3 separate regions of the Mus musculus genome follow, and regions 1 and 2 are each linked to region 3. A link is a contact called in public HiChIP or PLAC-seq data. All regions are on one chromosome and are shown on one strand. Each heading gives the region's core, a stretch centred on a gene start, on an enhancer-like site or on the middle of the called end of the contact. The rest is flanking DNA. Distances are from core to core; before and after follow the strand shown. Region 1 overlaps Tnc (tenascin C). Region 2 overlaps 8030451A03Rik (a long non-coding RNA gene). Region 3 has its middle 6.5 kb from the start of Gm23950.

What was found. HiChIP or PLAC-seq counts read pairs in DNA pulled down with a chosen protein or histone mark.
Region 1: a CTCF HiChIP or PLAC-seq map of the NIH/3T3 cell line shows a contact between it and region 3, with 9 read pairs. The contact joins two enhancer-like sites. A contact is called at or near these places in 1 of 39 promoter capture datasets (cranial neural crest), 1 of 15 datasets of contacts at CTCF or cohesin (the NIH/3T3 cell line) and 2 of 9 other capture datasets (embryonic stem cells and embryonic tail).
Region 2: a CTCF HiChIP or PLAC-seq map of the NIH/3T3 cell line shows a contact between it and region 3, with 8 read pairs. The contact joins two enhancer-like sites. A contact is called at or near these places in 1 of 15 datasets of contacts at CTCF or cohesin (the NIH/3T3 cell line), 1 of 484 Hi-C or Micro-C datasets (adipose-derived mesenchymal stem cells) and 1 of 115 datasets of contacts at active chromatin or transcription factors (embryonic fibroblasts).

What each region holds. Positions count from the first base shown.
Region 1 is chr4:64,026,669-64,031,463 of GRCm38.p6, forward strand. All of the region lies in intron 1 of Tnc (tenascin C), which reads right to left. All of the region lies in intron 4 of 8030451A03Rik (a long non-coding RNA gene), which reads left to right. Among named protein-coding and RNA genes, the nearest start is that of Tnc, 18 kb to the right of the region's middle. Within about 2 kb of position 3,128, at least 20 of the 459 cell types and tissues checked have an H3K27ac peak or open chromatin away from gene starts, as enhancers often do. A contact at or near this core is called in the NIH/3T3 cell line, where this site is marked.
Region 2 is chr4:64,138,069-64,143,040 of GRCm38.p6, forward strand. The region is part of intron 10 of 8030451A03Rik (a long non-coding RNA gene); the gene reads left to right. Among named protein-coding and RNA genes, the nearest start is that of Gm31115, 14 kb to the right of the region's middle. Within about 2 kb of position 1,978, at least 7 of the 459 cell types and tissues checked have an H3K27ac peak or open chromatin away from gene starts, as enhancers often do. A contact at or near this core is called in the NIH/3T3 cell line, where this site is marked.
Region 3 is chr4:64,436,021-64,440,434 of GRCm38.p6, forward strand. No RefSeq gene overlaps it. Among named protein-coding and RNA genes, the nearest start is that of Gm23950, 6.5 kb to the right of the region's middle. Within about 2 kb of position 2,396, at least 50 of the 459 cell types and tissues checked have an H3K27ac peak or open chromatin away from gene starts, as enhancers often do. A contact at or near this core is called in the NIH/3T3 cell line, where this site is marked.

The DNA.
Region 1 (4,795 bases), core at 1,878-4,377, 410 kb before region 3:
GGAAAGCCCACGAGGCCTAAACCCTACACAAAGAACTCTAGGTAATCAAGCAATGCACTGGCAATGAAAGAGGTGGTCCTCTCCAGAGAAATGGTTGTTCAGTGCTAAAATGTCAGCCCTGAAACATACATGTAAGTTTATAATGCTAAGTACTGGACATGTTATATCTATGCTTGCAATACCAATTAGTGAAAAAAGAGGCCTTGGATTTGAAGGATAGCAGGGAGGTGGGGTATGTGGGAAGGCCTGGAGAAAAGAAGGGGAAGAAAGAAGTGTCATAATTATATTATAATCTCAAAAGTAAAATAAAAATAATAGAAGGAAGTACATATGAAAAGTTTCCATTAATGCTTAACTTGAGTCCATTATAATGGTCTCCAGAGAGAAGTGTACTCCAGAAAGGAACTGAGAGGACTCTTGTGCTAAGAGCTTTCTACAATTCTTGATTCTGTATGTCTTTGTTCCATTCATCCATCCATCAATCCATCCATTCATCTACCTGACCTCCATCCATTTATCCATCCATCTATCCATCCATCCATTCATCTACCTGGCCTCCATTCATCCTCCTTTCTTTTATCCATCCATCCATCCATCCATCCATCCATCCATCCTTATTAAATACCTACCGTGTGTCAAGCCTCTAGTTAAGTATGAATGATACAACAGTAGCCAAAACAAATGTGAACTCTACAGTAATAAAACTTAAAACTACCTCCTAGACAGTCCAAAACGTAACTGTTTTTCAACCTACTCTCAAGTGCCACTACAAACTAGAGCATGTTACATGGTTCTATCCCAACAGAAAGGGGGAGGAATGCTGAAATTCTTTCCAGAGATAATTGCTTCTTACTCACTGTGGGCTTCACAGTGTGAAGGACACTGGGGAGGAGCGACTGAGTGAAGAGCTGTGTCCTTTTCCCAGAGGTCATTATGGAAATGCATGTGGAGATTATACATGCACAAGAGTAGTAGCAGTGCCAGCCTCAGTGAAAGAGTTAAGGAATGGAAGTAGTACTCTTGGCCAAGGAGCTCACCGAGGTATTACTGAAGGAGGAAAGGCCCAGGGGAACCAAATACTGGTTGAAGAGTTCTTGAGAGTTCAAGGAGAAGGATACCAACAATGATAATAGAAGTGAAGAAGATACTGAGTGATTCATTGCTTGTATTTTTCTAGAGCTTGTGCTAAGAATTTTAAACACATGATTTCAAATTCTTTCCAAGTTGCGAGATAAAGTTTTTTATCTTCATTTTGAAGATAAAGAAACTGAGACATATAATTATTATGTCATATGTGCAAATTGAAGTGTCACTAAGGAGTAAGGATGTGAACCCAAGTCCCTCTGAGTCCATGATCATTCACTGCCCTTTGCACTGGAAGTCAATGAAAGGAGTTAGCATTTGAGAGCAGTTGCTGCTCTGCCTATCTGACCTTCAAACAGCAGGCTGAAGGGGAGTCTATCTGTTCTGTTTGATCAGAACCTGATGGTGCTGCTGTGGAGTGAAGCAAGCTGTTGGGTACCTCTGAGATGCTGCAGAATCTGACTTATTATTGGAGAGAGGTCTTGGTGTCTTGAAAGCCCATTTGCTCCACTTGAATGGACAGGCTTAATCTGTCCTCCCAGTGAAACTAAAATGCCATCCATTATTGGAAGTTAGTTATTTTCCTTTCTGTCTTTTGAATTGCCTTTTGATGTCTAGAAATGTTTCAGTTCTATTTTATACTTATGCTAGGTTGATTTAGTTATGCATAGTTAGACTATAGACTATATAGGGATTTGGGTTTCATGTTATATGTGGAAGGCAAGTTATGTGTGGTATCGAGGTGTATACCCAACACTAAAAACTGTACCTAAGATACAACCAACCAAAGTTTTAGAATGTTCTTGGTTGTAACGACCTGTTGCAATTTGGCAATAGTTCTGTCAAACCAAATTTAGCCTTCCACTTAAACACAAGCAAAATGGCTAATATTAAATACAAAGGGATCCAGATATTATATTGATTTTTTTTCCTTTCAGGTGTTTGGATGAATGGTATTTTGTGGCTCCCCTCCTCCCTCTTCTTGAACAGAAGTTTCATTGCTAACCAAATTAAGTCCCCAAATTTTAATCCATAAAATATTTCCATCTAGACACAATAATGAGATTCATATTTGTGGTTTAGTATACCTAAGAGCAGCTCTGATGAAAAATGACTAGGCCCATTGATACATTCAGACCACAAGCTACCTCCTGATGGTCTGGTTTCAATTTTTGAAATAAAATTTCTGCAGAGCAGTAGTTTTCCCTCTTCTGCTCCTTGCCTAGACATAAAAGAAAAAATAAAAAGTGGGTTTGACCAAATGGCAACACTATAGATTCCTATGAAATTCTTGAAAATCATTTCAAAAACAAATTTGAATTCATTTCTCCTGGAACAATAGCCTCCTCTATTTTGAATTTCCATCAGAATTTTAAGAAATGCAGTTGGCTCTTTCCTAGGTCTCAAACGATTGAGCCAAGGTTAAAGAATTAGAGCTATTTATTCAGGAGGGACAGGTTATAGATAGAGAGCAACACAGGAGCAGGACACTGTGAATGCATGTGCTAAATATTTGGCATTTGGGGACTAGAGTGTTCGGAAACCTTTTCTGAAATAACAGTCTTGGCATTCAAATGAGTGGAATTCTGCTGGCCTGAGGTTTGCTCTTAGATGCAGCCAGATAGAGACACTGGCAGTTACCAAACCCAGGAGGCATGAAGATCAGCCAGCCTTGATACACTTTGATAGGACCTGACCTCTGAAATAAAAATGGATCTCTAAGATTGGTAGCAAGAAACCAGACACTATGGAAAACTGAGTCCACTCCAGTAATTAACTAGTGTGCCTAGAAAAGGCATGCAGACACATGGTGTCTACTTTTCCTTTCTCAAAAAGGGATCACCTAAAAGCTACAATAATAACCAGTCCTGATTGAAAACATCTGTACTGTCTGTGCCTTGTATGGATTATTTCATTGCTTCTTCTCGAAGATCCCTGACATTTCTTCCTTTATTTTCCTCTCCCTGAGGATGGGGAAACTGGGGTCACATAGCTAGAAGAGGAGAGGAGAGTTTAATTCAGGTGGTCTGACTCATCAGTTAGAGGCAGCATTCTTAACCCTCAGCTTTCTTCCAGCAATTTAGTGAAGCCAAAGGCTGGTTTGCATGACTAAGTTCAAAGGATTAACTTCAAAATAAGCTTGAGTTTGCCACCTCCCCCCCAAAAAAACCCCTATTAACAGTGTAAAACAACTTTATGAAGTTACACAAGAGCCAGAAAATAGAGATAAAGATAAGCCTAAACTCAGAATTAGGCTTAATTTAGCCATACAAATGCAGGAAGCTATTTCCTAATGTGTAGTCTGTGGCATGTTGAGAGGTATTAATGCTGAGCAAAGAGTTATTTCCTAGTTAATCATGTTTGGAGAAGGCTATTTTTAAAGCCAATGTTATTTTAAGCCAAACAAATTACGTATCTTACTTTATTTCAAGATTTTCCAGGGTCTTTTATGTGTTTGTGGAAACCTCCAAGAAGATCGTTTATGTGTGTTTCCCAAACTTACTTGATTCTTTTGTGTTTGAAGTACGTCACAGGTTGGGTTTGATGGCACACAAGGGGCAGTAAGTACTGGCACCGGACAAACCCTTGATCCTCTCTCTTTTCAGTCCTTACACAATAGAAATGATGCTATACCTGGCCAGGACCTGTCTTTCATAAAAGGGTGAAGCCCCAGGATGGAAGAGCTCAAGCAACTAGAGCCTAGGGTGAGACAAATCAGTATATTTATTTGGTTCTTGGCGATTACAAATGCCTTTTCATCACGATCCAAGCTTAGGCAATCAGAGAACACTGTTCATATTTTCCTGCCATCAAAAGCACAGGCTTGAGACAGTTCAGCAAGTTATCTAGTCAGTACAACTTGAATCTGAAAAAAAGGATACTGTCTCTGTCTTATTCTGTGGAAGTTTAGGTTCCTTTTGTCCTATTGAGTGTTTTTTTTTTCTTTTTGAAACAGGATTTATTGCTTGGTCTCAGAAATTAACATTTATGTAATAGTTAAACGCCAGGGGAACACTCAGTTTCATTAATGTGAATGAAGTTGTTGGAGTCATAGAGGGAGAATGAAATTGGAAAACTGGGGTGCGCACGGCGATTTTATTTACCATTTTGGGCTTGAGGAGAGGGCCTGAAGCCAAGTGAACTAATGTCTGTATCTCCAGCAGGTCTCTAGAGCTGGAAGAGAACACCCTGCTCCCCTCCAGCTTGGCCAAGAGAGAATGTTAATAAATGAGAGGATGATAAAGCAAGATGTAGCAGACAGGGGAGTTTAAACATCAATGGGTCCTGGAAAATTGGGCCTCATACTATGTATAGCCAAGAAATCAGTCAGAACATAAGAAAATTTCAGAGACCCTGACACTTCAAACTTTCTTTTGGAATTTTACATTGGGATTGTTAACTTGACACAACTGAGTCACCTGGGGGAGAAAAACCTCAATAATGAATTGTCTAGATGAGGTGGTTTGTGGGTTTGCTTGTTTTGATTACGTTAATTGAGGCAGAAAGACCTGCTCATCATGGGTGGTACCATTCCCTAGGCATGGTATCCTGGACTATATAAGAACAAAGAAAGTAATTTGAACACAAGATATGCATCCCTTAATTCAACACCCAATTCTTTTGATGTTGAATATAATGTAGTTACTAGCTGCTTCACGTCATTGTGCTATACTGTCCCAAAATAATGGATCCCAAGTTGTGAACAAAATAA
Region 2 (4,972 bases), core at 728-3,227, 300 kb before region 3:
ATAACAACAGGCACTAAGTGGATAGCCAAAAGTAGACTTGTTCCCACTGTCAGGATCTTTAAAACCATTTGTTTTTAATGAATCAGCTATCAGAGATGAATTCTCATTTAGGTGTGTTGTAATGCAGATTGCCGGTTCAAATTGACATCTTGCTAATTTTTTTTCTTTTCCTTTTTCCTTTTCTTTTTCCTTTTCTTCTCCTTCTTTTTCTTTTCTTTTTTTGAGAAATTCTCTTAACTTACTCCCAATTCAAGTAAAAATGGTATATTCAGTTTTTATCATTGACTCGAGTATTTCTGAGAGAAACATTGTGTATCTATGATAAGGAAGCATTCTTCTCAGAATCATGGAAGAATATCTTCAATGAAGGGAAGGGAAATGTGAAGGGGACACATATTTATTGACACTTACGTTGTTATATCTCATTAGTCATAGCATCAGACCTACACACTTGCTATTAGCAGTTCCAGTTGTACAGATGAAGAAAACAATTCAGAACTGCAAATTTTATTGTTCAAGGTCGTCTGATTAGTATTCAGTCATCAGAATTTGAAAATCAATCTACTTCAAAACATACATTTTCCACCAAATCATTCTGTAGAGCCTATCAGAACAAAGTGGAGGTGCATGTGTAAAGAAAATCAGGTCAGAAGGTCAAGGCACTCAAGGAGAAGCAAACCTAAAGCATTAAGATCAACTAATCTCTGAAGTCCCCTTGGGTTTTTGACATTCATTGTAGAAAGTAAATAGAACACACCATGCTTGGTGTTTGGTGACTTTTAGCTCCCTCATCCAAGTTAGAAGAGATGAAAAAAGACTTAGTTTTGCTAAGAAAATATACCTTAATATTCCACACATTTCTTTGCATGTTTGTGTGGGGGGTAGGTGTAATTTTCTACTTATTCTATAGCCAGTACAACAGCGCAGAATATGCCTTTCATCAAAGGTATTGTGTTCAACCCTGATTTTCCTCTGGTCTGTCCTTGTATTTAGACTTGTCCGACACCATGTGACAGAAATGATAAGTGAGCCAGTTCCATGCCTGCGTGTGCAGTCTGTAAAGGATTCTTTTCCCTAACCCCCCTCTGTGTGTATGCATGTGTGTATGAATATAGTTTGTGTATATGTAGAGTGACCAGAGGATAATTTTTTTCTGTGACTATCATGGGTCAGGTGATGACGACCTTGTTTTTAGAGACCTTAGTAGTCTGGAGCTTACCAAGTAGCCTAGGCTGGCTCAGTTGGTATGGTCCACAGCTCTATGCGTTCCTGCCTTCCAAGTGCTGGGATTAAACATATGCACCATAATGCCCACCTTTTTTTTTTTAAAGCGTCTTATGATAGAAATCAGGTACTTATACTCATAAAGCAAGCACTTCACTAACTGAGCTGTCTTTCAACTCTGCACTTCTGTTTCTTACCCTTTCCTGTATCCATGTTGTGCTATGGGAACACAATCCAGACAAAATACTGGTGGAGTGCAAAACACATCGACAGTAACACAAAAAATATGAGCTGCTAGTGGAACCAGTCTAACTCCTTTCTTGTGAGGGCTCTTAGAAGAAACCAGAAGTGCTGACCAGCTAAGTCCTCCTGAAATCATGGACCCACAGATCTGGGGGTTCTGAGAATGATTGTGACTCCGAGTCATTAACATATGGAGCATATTTTCCCAGCAAATAACTGATATCTCCTCAGTGAAAAGGAATTGAGTATTCTCATGTCAAGTTATGAAAACACAGACAAAGGAAGTTAAAGTCCCTGCTCTGAAGGGATGTCCTACTCCAAATAGAAAGTCAGGCATGTTGCAATTAATCATGGCGTGGAAAATTACAGAATTAATCAAAGTAACTAATGAAGTTCTTTTAGTAAAAGCCATGTGCGTCTTTTGTTAAGAAACCATTATTACAGGGAGCACAGTGGGTTGGTGCCAACAATTCCTGTGATAGTGTCATCCAAACCTCAGACCACACCAATTTCATTCCAGCGGAGCCTTGAGGATTACCCAACACTATTTATATCTATTATATGGTGCCAGTTAAGTAACTTTAAGTAGAAGCCAGGAACTTGAAGCCAGCACTTTTGGGGAGGACTTCTTTAAAAAGATACTGCTGAATTGGGTGTCAGTAGATATCTGTGGGTGCTCAGCTGAAAATTTCAGTCGATTTTCAGTCAGTTAGATTTTTCCAGTCTAAATGGTTGGAAAAAATGAAGAGAAATCAGGGGCCTTTTGAATGACTCTGCTTTTATAGAGAAAAACTGAGGGAACTGAGGTAGATAGACACAGAGAAGCAACACATGGGTTTGAATCCCAGGAGAGGTATTTGCTAGCTGTTTGGTTTCCAGTGGTGCTAGAATCTCCTTATACCTAATATCACTTATGGTGAATGGGTGTGCAGGTGTCTACCTTACAAGGTTACAGTGACTTCTAAATGGGCCTGATACCCCCTTAGTGCTCACTCTTCCCAATCTCCTTCATTTGTAATTCTCCTTACTTTTCATTGTCATTTCCTATTTGTCCAAAGATACTAACTAGAGTCACATCACATCAATTCTCACAAAATTAGGTCCCCACTGATGGGTGAAATGGATGGGTTTGGGAATTTCCAGATGAAAAGGGGGCTTTGAGTGACTACTTGAGTAATAAGATCTATTCATGTTACTGGGGAGGCAGAAAAAAGGCTGAGTTGAGCCTTTTTAAGAGCAAACTCTGCTTGTTACATCAGTGCACAGACAGAATGGTGGCTTTATGACATCCTTGGCACTGCACAGTGATAAATCTCAATGTGGGAGCATGAACATGACCAGGAGGACAAGGTGGACAGGAGTGTCTGAGAGCTGTTTAATCCAAACATAACACATTCAATGTTGCCCCCAGCCCCACTCTACATATATGTTACATGTAGGGAGCTGTTTGTCATAATACCACGAATAGCAGTACCAACTACATTTCTAACTGTTTGAGATAGAGTCCTTTTGTTGTATGCACAGTATGGATCAGCTAGGCTGACCCATGCGCATCTGGGGATTCTTTTTCTTCTGCCTCCCATCTCAGTGATGAAGCACTGGGGCTATAGACACCTACCACTGTCTTGGCTTTATGTGTGTACCTTGTATTCAAACTCAGGTCCTTTTGTTTTCATGGCATGTGCTGTACTCTACACACTGAACTATCGCTCCAGCACCCACATTCAATGCTCACATGCAAACCAGATAGGAGGTGGGGAATTCTTTCATCTTCCCTTGCTTTCCCAGTGGGATCGATCATAAAACTGTTACTTCAATGTTCCTTTGGTAGAGAAAGCACAATTGAAAGCACACGTAAGAACTAAATACACAGTGTAATGACACTAGGAACTATAGAATAAGTATCAGGCATGTTTCTAATACGATTGACTGCCACTTGAATGGGGAGTTTCCTCACCTTATGCTGGGAGAATTCACACTTAGGCTCAGTAGGGACTTTTACAGATGCTGCAAGATGAGTATTTAAAAATCCCAGTATTTTCTAGCCTCAGGACCTTTTCACTTTCTGTTTCTGCTTCCAGACCGCTTCCTTCCTCAGACATTGCTGCATTCCTTGATTTGTTATGGTTTCCATTAGAGTGTCAGCTTCAAAACAGGACCATTCTTGATTATCTTAGCCTAAATCACCCCTGTATGGTTTCTACTTCTTTCTCGATTCTCTCATGAGACCACTCACAGGACTTTGTGTCATATCTTGCATGTTGATTTGTTAGTTGTTCATCTCCTGCTATTTCTTGAGAGATTTAGGAGGTATGAGCTTTGTTTTGTTTGCTTAGTATGTATATGCACAGACTTTATATAGAAAGCATTAGACTTAATCATTGGTAAATAAAAGGCAAGCTGAGTTTGGACTCAATAATCAGAAGCAGGCCAGGAGAGGTGGCTCAGTGGGTAAGAACATTTCCTTTGCAAACCTGAGAACCTGTGAGCTTGAGAACCTGGGTTCAAGTCTTAGCACTCATACATGGTTTTGCAAAAGATCCATCCTAGGGGTGGAGATAGCTGGGATTATTGGAGGGGAAGAAGGCAGAGAGTCAGTCACAAAGCAGGACATCTAACATCCTTCTTCTAGCCTCTATGTGAGCACACACACACATGCACCTGTCTGTATACATACATGTGTTATACATCACACAAAGCTATGTGGATACACACACACACACACACACACACACACACACACACACACACAAAGAATCAAGTCATGCCACAAGAATTCCATAGTTGCTGGTGAGGTTAATTGTGTATATACATGTGTGAGCAGATCAATGTGCCATGACGCTCCAGCAAGCCAATGTCTGCCTCACTTCACACCCCTGCAGATTGTGTAAGGAATGTCCAGACACTTTCTTTTTCCAGCATGACGTAATGTGGAATGAGAAGACCTGCAGAACATGCAGCCCATAGCCAGACAGATGACCTCACTCCCTTCCTGGGCATTCCCAAGCTCTGCTGTTACAAAAGAACAACCCCCAGACTCACAATGTTTGGTCCACAGGTGGTGGTTTTAGTCCTCAGTCTTTTGTTGGCAAATTACTTCAAATGATCTCCAAGCTCCCCTGTGGCTGGCGGGAGGACAGCTCTGACGGATACAGTCTGGCCTATTTTTTCAGCCAAATGGAATGAATTCAGCCCGAGGATAAACCAAGACATAAAGGGGGATAAATATGTTTCAGCATCAGCCACAAGGAGACAAGCTGTGAGGAGTTAGCTGTAGTGATGGGGAAGTTTAAAGAACAAAGTAGGAAACACGTTTCATGGATCCTAACAGGCTCAGGTTGTTCTTGGGGTTGTTTCAAAGCCTTGGAGGCTGTAGAAATAATGTTGCCAATTTCTCTCCTATGGCTCATGTTCATTTAAAGGATTCCTTTTATTTCATGCCTGTGTGTATATTAACATGATTATAACTCTGATCTACAGGTATCCAGTCTTCTGTCATTTATAA
Region 3 (4,414 bases), core at 1,146-3,645:
CATGAGGCATAGTATGTAGATTCTGTATCATCATGGCCCTCAAGTGGATTCTCATGAGGCAACTGAATTTGTAATAACTGGAAGGCAGATACTTAGGACAGAAACCTGGCTAGAGGAGGGCAGGCTCACACTCTTCTGGCTGAAGAGGTAGTAGATATATCTTGTAGGTCATCTCAGTAGAAATTCAGGATAATTAGACCCCAGAAGCTGCCAGCTGCTGAGGTGGATAAATGGTCAGTAAAAAGGCCACTGGAATGGTCCCAGCTAAGGTCATTCTGTGTTGGTAACTGTGCTGAGGTAATTAAGTTCACTTAAAGAGGACTCATCCATGTCGTCAGGCTTGAAGCCTGAGTAAAGTGAGTCTTCCATGATGAGGGGCACTTTGCAATTGTGATCACATTGATCAGGTTAGTGGGAGATAATCCTGGTAAGAGTGTTATGATCTAAGAGATCCTTAGCAATTGAGGTACAAAAGAGTTTTCAGATGAGTACGAGTGTCCAAATCCTAATGAAACATGGTTGTAGGGCCTGAGGATAGAGAGGGAGGAAGGGGATGGAGGGTAGAGAAGGATGCTGGGGTAGAAAAGAATGAGGAGGAGGGAGGAGTAGGGGAAAGGGAAAGAGGAGGGAGATTGAGGAGGAAAGAAGATGTGGGATAGCCAGAGGAAGAGGATAGGAGAACTAAGGGAGAGAAAAATCATCTGAATATGTGTTCATGTTCCTGGGACTAAAGGGGAGGAAAATGTCACAAGCCAAGGAATATGGATTGCCCACAGAAGGGGAAAAGGGGAAAAAGAGATCCCTCATACAGATACCCAGAGGAGAACAGTGCCTGCAAGCACAGCAGCCTCAGCTCAGTAAAACCCATTTTTAATGTCTAAGTGCCTGAACCATAAGATCATTTTAAAAATTTAAAGCTAATAAGGTCTGCTCACTTGTTATAGTAGCAATAAGAAACTAATATATTAACCCCTCTAAGTTGTAAGCATTAAGTAATAACTGTGATAATATGTACCTATTTAGGAATGGGTTACCATGCCAGGCATGGTGGTGCATGCCTTTAATCCCAGCACTCAGGAGGCAGAGGCAGGCAGATTTCTTAGTTCGAGGCTAGCCTGGTCTATAGAGTGAGTTTCAGGACAGCCAGGGCTATACAGAGAAACCCTGTCTCAGAAAACAACAACAACAACAACAACAACAACAACAACAACAACAACAACAAAGGAATGGGCTATCTAAGCAATTCTGGTTATAAGCTACTATAACCTATAGCTTTCCCTCCATTTTAGCAGTGATGCAATCAGCTTTGCTTGTCACCACTAGTAGCGTCATATTAAAATGAAGAGAGTAATTGTTCAAAGGAAACGGTTTGTTTGTAGCAGGAGCCATCATAGTTACCCCACAGGATAGCATGAGTTCTGTAAACAGGTATCTCAAACTGATAAAGAGCATAGTGCATGTCCCCTGATGCCTGGGGCTCACAGGCCTCAGGAAAAACTGCCCTGGATCTGCTGAATACATAGAATTATTTTATGCTTAAAAGAGACCATGAATATCCACCCCTATTCTCTTGGAAGATAAAAGAGCTAAAGCACAGAAATTTTCACTTTGAATAGTGAAAGGAGAACCCAGAGTCTCAAGCTAGGGACTTAAAGCCCACTTCTTTGAGAGGCTTGTCCCTTCTTGTTCCCTGTGAGTGGCAGTAAGGCCCAGAATCTGGAGGTTCAAACAGGCTGCTGATTTAAGCACTCTCCCTCTTGGGCTGGAGGGGATGACTTTGTTATTCTCAAATTCAAGTTCTTCATTCCATAGGGGATGGCAATGCATAAACAGTCTGCCCTTATGGGAAGCACTTGTTTGCCTAGAGGGGTCTTTTCCTTTTGAACTTCTTTGGGGCTTCTGCTTACACATCAGGGAGAGCCAATCAAAACAATAAAAGAGGACCCTGACAAGGGCTTTCCAAATTGCATGCAGATGCCTCTATTTCCGAGAACTGGAAACAGGAATCTTGTTTGAATTGCTGTAGCAACAGCAGGGACAAAACAACACATTGCACGAAGCTGTCCCGTGGAGCCTGATAGCAATTTGGGGGGCAGGGGGGAGGAGAACCGGGGCATTCCAGAGTTGGAGCCAACATGTGCTGAGGCTGGGAATCCCTCTGCGCAACATGGAGCGTGTGTTCTGATGGAAACCACCAATCTCTGGGGCACGTTCCCTCCAGTCTGAGCCCCAATGTGAGAATGTGAAAATGGGAGAGGCAGGGGCCAGAAGGAAGGCCCTTGGCTGCCTTCTTGGCTCAAGTCTCTGAAATCTTCCAGATCACAGTCAGTCATACACAATAACCACACATATGCAGCACTTCACCGTTTAGAAAACATTTCCCTCGTTTTATCGTCTGAGTCACTCAGTTTATCAGCTCAGTGTAGTGACTCGCTTACCAGGGCTCGGGGCAGACACCCAGAGATGGAGGGTGTTAGTTCATTTTTGTTCCGTTTCTACTTGTATTTGTGTGAATTACTGTTACTTATAGAATCATGGAGAATCATGCATCAAGGCACTTGAAGTTTTAATTGCAATCCCCTGGCTATCAAATCTTGACAGGAACCGAGTGAAACAGTCCTTCAAGTACTTCAGTGTTCTGAGAAATTTTAATGACATTTATGGTTTTTACCTTGTTAGTCTTGAACAGATCTCTGAGTGGCAAATTGGTGTTGGCCAAAGGGACCTTGCCTTTATTTTTCTGTCTTTCTTTCTAAAGTGGTAGAAATTGGAGACAGGGGATTTTAAATTCCAGCAGCACAGCAGTTAGATGTGTGTTGGAATCAGTTCAGAAGGTACACATATTGCAGCTTCCAAGAGGGTCACTTCAGGCTTCCAGCTTAATTGTCTAGTGGCCCATGACTCTTAGGTCACATCCCAACTCTTCCAGTCATCATAGTTTGAGTTTTGGTTAATTCTAAATAAGGCTAGAATGTTCAAACTCGCTGGCTGGTGAGAGTTGGCCTGAATACCATATCTATGTTTTGACACTGTGATGTGTCTCTTCTTGGGTTCAGATCATAGTGTCTGAGTTAATGATCATAGAAGTACAGGATATACGAATTAGGAAGGGGATACTTTGGCTTCTTAAGGGAGTCAGTATACACTGCCCCTCACAAGGAGGACTCGGGATTAAACTACAACAATCAATATCGTGCTCTCTCTCTCTCTCTCTCTCTCTCTCTCTCTCTCTCTCTCTCTGTCAGTGTGTGTGTGTGTGTGTATGTATATGTGTGTGTCCCCTTTCTCTTTTGTTAAGACAGATAACAGTATAAATGCTTCTGATTGTGCCTCATAACTTAAAGTAGAACTGATAAATTGCTTAACATGTATGTATGTATGTATGTATGTATGTATGTATGTATGTATGTTATCTTAAAGCTATGTGGTTATGTTTCTATTGCAAATATTAGTGTTACTATATCAAGAACAGTATTTTAAAATGGGACTTTAACGAGGATCTACTTTACTTCAGATAGAATCCCAAATGACTGAGACTTTAATTTCCAGCCTTACAACAACTTTGAGAGCTGAGTTTTACACTAAAGAGTGACTGAAATGGACTTGAAGCAGAGAATTTTCCCTGTAACTTGGTCTCAAGGCAGAGAAGTAATTTCATATTTATTTGAATTTGATGACCTAGACCTTCCTACCTCAAAACAACACCTGGAAACAATATTAAAAATGAAGCCCTTAGAAAAGAATGAAGTTGGCAGATAATGACTTAAAAATAAATGACCAGGAAACAAATCAAATCAAATGAAAATAAAACATGAAGAAAAGTGTATGTGTGTGTGTGTGTGTGTGTGTGTGTGAGAGAGAGAGAGAGAGAGAGAGAGAGAGAGAGAGAGAGAGAGAAAGAGAGAGAGAGAGAGAGAGAGAGAGAGAGAGAGAGAGAGGATTACACACGTTGCTGAGAGTGAGAACAAGGGTAGCTGCTCTCTATTAGAGAGTTGTTTGGTTTTTCTCTCATTTGTTTGATATTCATTGTTCTTTGTATATTTAATGTATTCCAGTAACAGTAGTTCTAAAGGCTCAATAGAAAACCAATTTAGTGGTCAGATACACCACATGATTTCTTCCCGGGGACAATTATACCCATATCATCTTCATAAAGGTCTTATTTGGCTAAGAAGTGACACATTGTAGGTTATAACTGATTCAACATAATGTTTCCAAAATACATTTAGCACATTTATTTTTCCTTAATATATCTTCTAGCATAGCATGTGGTGCTATTCTCAGAAGTCATTCTGGGAAATTGTGTATTAAGTACTAGAAAATCTTACTCTTGGTGTGCCAAGAGGCCCCCGTATAGACAGAAGATCCTGAATAAGTACCCTTATAAATAGTTTTGGATCTTTCTTTGCATAGT